Regions from separate parts of the Mus musculus genome. Here region 1 is linked to region 2. Evidence: chromatin contacts called from public HiChIP or PLAC-seq data. All regions are on one chromosome and are shown on one strand. Each heading gives the region's core, a stretch centred on a gene start, on an enhancer-like site or on the middle of the called end of the contact. The rest is flanking DNA. Distances are from core to core; before and after follow the strand shown.

Region 1 (2,765 bases), core at 209-2,708, 190 kb after region 2:
CCTAAGAGCATCAAATCCCCACGGAAAATGCTCACAGCATCCAATAACAGTGGTTCAGGGAGACAGGGTCTGCTGAATCCCGGTGAATCTGGGGGGCTGCTGTGGAGATCTGCATGGGGAGGTGACTGGAGTTCACACCGGTGGTCACACACATTTGTTGCTCTGTGTGATGAGTGACTCTCTTCAGGAGTCCCCACCCAACTCTGCTCTTCTTTCCACTTCACTTCTGTGGCTATGGTTTGAAAAGATCCACAGAATCATGAAATGGGTAAAATTAATCTTCCCCCACACTACTGATCAGGGATGAAACCTCACATCACCAGTGTGTGCTCTCTGGCATGAGAATCATCTTTCTTCCAGTGTCCACACTGCACAGGCCTGAGAAACTCTGGGGCCAACTCGGTTATCAGAACCAGTGTCCCACACAGCTGTGACATTCATGTCCCTCACCTCATCAGTTCAAAAGTGTGAGTGAAGGTCAGGGAGGGAGGGAGAGGGTCAGAAATTACATAGCTTCTACCGTACTATCATCATTATTCTGTGTTATAGTTGGTGACAGTTCCTCTCCTACTGTTATTGAGTCACTAAAGCAACTGCACCATGGAAGTACAGTCACAGAGAAGTGAAGTGGAGACAGGGATCAGTGCCCTGCTGTCTGTGGTCTGCACAGGGGTCTCTCTTCAGTGGACAAGGGGGTCTCCTGTGCTGAGACAATGTCCCAGGTCCACAGAGACAAACTCAGAAGGAAGATCTTTGTTTTTAAAAAAACAAAAAAGAAACAAACAAAAAACCTGCAGCCACAGACTTCATCTAGGAAGTGACACAAGGAATCTGTGTCCCAGCACAGGGCTGAGAAGACAGATCCTGAGGGAAAAGACGAAGTATCCTCTTTATAGAAGAGAGTCCTGCACTCAGGCTTGGCAGTGTGAGCCGCCCACTGCAGGTGAACAGAGCCTGGTCTCTGTGGTGTTCTAATGGGGCTTGCAGGCCAGCGCCTCTGCTTTAAGGAGAAGCCTCTCTCCACTGCATCCCCAAGCGCTTGTGTTGCCATTGTATTCCTGGAAGTGGCTTTTCTTCTGGAAGGCTCCAGGGTCTGACTTCTGAAGAGAAGAAGGAAGAGGAAGGGTGGAGGGAAGATACAGAGAGTCTGGCCTGCAGGTCTCTTCTCTCCTGGTGTCCTGACAGCTTCTGGGTCAGAACTCGGAGACACCAAGACAAACAGCTCTCTGTCCACAGCACAGGGTTCAGGCAAAGTCTTAGTCTCCAGGCAGTGAGATCAGGGGTGGGGATTTCCCATCTCCCCAGTTTCACTTCTGCTCCTAACTTGGGTCAGGTCCTTCTGCCCGGACACTGATGACTTACTGGCAGTTCTCACCCCCATTGGGTGACGTGATCACCGGGAACCAATCATCGTCGCCGCGGGAGCAGGTTATAAAGTCCACACAGCCCGCCAGAGTCAGATGCCCAGAATCCCAGAGGGGAGCAATGGCGTCAACAATGCTGCTTCTGCTGGTGGCAGTCGCCCAGACCCTGATCGAGATCCGCGCGGGTGAGTACCGGGTCCGGAGGGAAATGGCCTCTGAGGAAAGGGGAGGGGGCGGCACGGGGGAAGCCGCGTCCCGGCGTCGCCCACCTGACCCTCCGCCCCTTCTCCACCCTAGCCCCGCGCCCTGCTCCCCTCCCGGCCCGCTCACCCGCCGGGGGTCCCGGAAGGAGTTCGGGGTCTCACCGCGCCCTGCCTCCAGGCCCACACTTGCTGAGTTATTTCTACACCTCCGTGTCCCGGCCGGGCCTTGGGGAGCCCCGGTTCATCTCTGTCGGTTACGTGGACAACACGGAGTTCGTGCGCTTCGACAGCGACGCGGAGAATCCGAGATATGAGCCGCGGGCACCGTGGATGGAGCAGGAGGGGCCGGAGTATTGGGAGCGGGAAACACAGAAAGCCAAGGGCAATGAGCAGATTTTCCGAGTGAACCTGAGGACCCTGCTCAGCTACTACAACCAGAGCGCGGGCGGTGAGTGACCCCGGATCGGAGGTCACGACCCCTCCACGTCCCAAAACAGGGGCCCGAGACGTCCCGGGCCCCAAGTTCGAGGTTCTGAGCAGAACGGACGCGGGACTGGTTTCCCTTTCAGTTTGGAGGAGTCCGCGGGTGGGCGGGGCCGGGGCGTGTGGGCGGGGCTGACCGCGGGGTCCCGCAGGCTCTCACACTATTCAGGTGATCTCTGGCTGTGAAGTGGGGTCCGACGGGCGCCTCCTCCGCGGGTACCAGCAGTTCGCCTACGACGGCCGCGATTACATCGCCCTGAACGAAGACCTGAAAACGTGGACGGCGGCGGACATGGCGGCACAGATCACCCGACGCAAGTGGGAGCAGGCTGGTGCTACAGAGAAAAGCAAGGCCTACCTGGAGGGCGCGTGCGTGCAGTCCCTCCGCAGATACCTGGAGCTCGGGAAGGAGACGCTGCTGCGCACAGGTGCAGGGGCCGCGGGCAGCTCCTCCCTCTGCCCTCGGGCTGGGGCTCAGTCCTGGGGAAGAAGAAACCCTCAGCTGGGGTGATGCCCCTGTCTCAGAGGGGAGAGAGTGACCCTGGGTCTCCTGATCCCTCATCACAGTGACTGCACTGACTCTCCCAGGGCTCAGCCTTCTCCCTGGACAGTGCCCAGGCTGTCTCAGGAGGGAAGGAGAGAATTTCCCTGAGGTAACAACAGCTGCTCCCTTCAGTTCCCCTGTAGCCTCTGTCAGCCATGGCCTCTCCCAGGC
Region 2 (2,700 bases), core at 138-2,637:
ATCTCTGAGAGGGTTTTTTTTTTCCCCACCAATTTCCCAACCTCCTGGTTAAATGTAAGTTTCCTAGCTTCCTATATTTTTCCTGGGTCCCCCTTCCCCAATTTTTTATTTTATCCTATCTTCCTCTCCCCGATCAATCCTGTTTTCTATTTTTTGACAATTTCATACATATATAAAAAGTCTCAGCCGGGCGTGGTGGCGCACACCTTTAATCCCAGCACTTGGGAGGCAGAGGCAGGCGGATTTCTGAGTTCGAGGCCAGCCTGGTCTACAAAGTGAGTTCCAGGACAGCCAGGGCTATACAGAGAAACCCTGTCTCGAAAAACAAAACAAAACAAAACAACAAAAAAAAAGTCTCTTGGTCATTTCCAAAGCCCTTTCTCCCTCTCCCCCCTCCCAACCCATGTCTCTCCCACCTTTCTGTCACTTTATGTTGAGAGTCTCATGTATCCTGGGAGGCCTTAGATTCTCCTAGTAGCCGAGTATGCTTGACTTTCTGATCCTCACACCCCTGTGTCGTGTCTTAAGTGCTAGCTTGGCAAGAGTGTACTACCATGGCTGTTTTATGTGGCTCTGGGGTCAAAGCCAGGACCCTGCTATCCTCTCACAGTTTAAAATACAGGAAAATATACTCTAGGAGATTTTGAGGGGGGGGCGGTGTTGTATTTTTGTATTAGTTTTTGTTTGCTTGTTTTGTTTTGTTTTTAAAGACAGGGTTTCTCTGTGGAGCTCTGGCTGTCCTGGAACTCTAGACCAGGCTGGTCTTGATCTCACACACAGAGATCCTCCTGCCTCTGTCCGCCATCCCAACCCCTCCGGCCCTCTTGCCCCCTCACTCCCACCTCCCCCCACTCTGGGATTAAAGGTGTGCACCACCACTGCCTGGCTTTTTTTTTTTTTCTTTCTTTCTGCAGTATCTTCTATAGTTTAGGCTGCTTCCAAATTTCCTGAAGCCTCATGCAGAGACAAGTCATGTCCTTGATTTCTAGTCCTTCGGACCACCCCACCTCTCTGGTGCTGGGATTACAGGAGACACTATAACCCAGGGCTTCGTGCCTACACATTCATTACCCAGACATATTTGTTACCCAGACTTCAACTTCTCACTTCCTCTAGAGATTCACCTACCGGGTTACCTCTCCTGACTATGCTCACTCCCTACTGTTTCCGGGTCTCAGGAGGCCCCTCTTCCACCTGTACTGCCTCATTCTGACCACTTCTCCTAATCCTGAACCCTGCTTTTCTTCCCTCACTCTCCAGCCCTCACATCCCTCCCCTTTCCGAACGGAGGGGTCCCTACTTACTGGTTGTGCAATTGTTACCAGATCCCATTGTCATCAGACATAGTCCAGGGACTGAGAACAGGCCTGAAGGTCAAGACTAAACTAATCCCTCTTCTGCTGGGCTTAATAGCTTGGGTTAGTCACGTGCCCCCAAGTTCCCCATCTCTGAGGCAAGGGGCCCCTTTACAGTCCTCATCCTCACTGGGCTGGGGATTTTATGTTTGTCTTTTTCTCTTTTTTGTTTTTTTGGCTTTTTTTGGAGACAGAGTTTCTCTGTGTAGCCCTGGCTGTCCTGGAACTCACTCTGTAGACCAGGCTGGTCTCAAACTCAGAAATCCACCTGCCTCTGCCTCCCAAGTGCTGGGATTAAAGGCGTGTGCTACCACTGCCTGGCTTATGTTTGTCTTAACATATTGTGGTACCCATTTTCCAGGCCAGGAGCCCGAGATTTTAACAAGGAAAGCCCAACGCAGCCCTATTGGTAGAGATGGATCTCTGTGAGTTCAAGCACAGCCAGAGCTACACAGTGAGACCCTGTCTCAAGAAGCGAACAAAAGCCGGGGCGTGGTGGCGCACGCCTTTAATCCCAGCACTTGGGAGGCAGAGGCAGGCGGATTTCTGAGTTCAAGGCCAGCCTGGTCTACATAGTGAGTTCCAGGACAGCCAGGGCTATACAGAGAAACCCTGTCTCAAAAAAACAAACAAACAAACAAACAAAAAAAAACCCAAAAAAATAAAGAAGCAAAAGCCAAGGGAGACTCAGAAGTAGCAGAGAAAGTGTTTAGCTGTATTGCCCCCTCCCATTTACTCTGCCCCAGGCTGATGGGGGTGGGAAAGGCAGCGGGGGGGGGGGGCACTTGGAGGAAGCTGGAAACACTGCTCAATCCTGAATGCTGGTGAGAGGGCTGGTGAAGGCAAGGGAGCCAGGGTCTGGAGTAGTTGTGGGAACCACTGGGAAACCAGAGAGAAGGGTGCCCTTTCCCAGGAGGGAGGACCTTATTTGGCTGGTGTGGAGTAGTGGCTACCAAGAATGCTTTAACTTCCCCTTGGGTACTTCCTGCCCTTTAACTGCTGGTTCCTGTTTGAGGGTAGATAGAGGCCCCTCACTTGAGGGACAACAGCGTGAAACTCAGAACCTCCCAGTTATAAGGGGCATGCTGTAGGTTTGAGGGACCCCTGAGGAGCTGTGATGAATCAGGGACAGAACAGATTATTATTAGTAGTTATTATTATTAGCAGAATTTTGCTATGTAGCCCAGGCTGACCTGAGGCTCACCATCTTCCTGCCTCAGCCTGCAGAGTATACGGCGGGCCACCACTTTCAGCTGCAGCTTCTTTTCTTTGGAAAATGAAGGCACAAGAGCTCAGAGGGTAGGGTGTGAATGCAGATTCCTTCGGGTTCAGGGAACTCCAAATC

The links. HiChIP or PLAC-seq counts read pairs in DNA pulled down with a chosen protein or histone mark.
Region 1: a contact with region 2 is called in an H3K27ac HiChIP or PLAC-seq map of microglia, with 4 times the contacts expected there. The contact joins the promoter of H2-Q4 here to the promoter of Lst1 in region 2. A contact is called at or near these places in 4 of 115 datasets of contacts at active chromatin or transcription factors (effector CD8 T cells, memory CD8 T cells, microglia and 1 more).

Annotation. Positions count from the first base shown.
Region 1 is chr17:35,378,159-35,380,923 of GRCm38.p6, forward strand. It overlaps H2-Q4 (histocompatibility 2, Q region locus 4), which reads left to right and starts at 1,459. Exons shown (of 6, transcript NM_001143689.1): 1 at 1,459-1,549; 2 at 1,662-2,015; 3 at 2,203-2,478. The coding sequence starts at 1,486.
Region 2 is chr17:35,187,053-35,189,752 of GRCm38.p6, forward strand. Lst1 (leukocyte specific transcript 1) reads right to left here and starts at 1,388. Exons shown (of 4, transcript NM_010734.2): 1 at 1,305-1,388. The coding sequence starts at 1,338.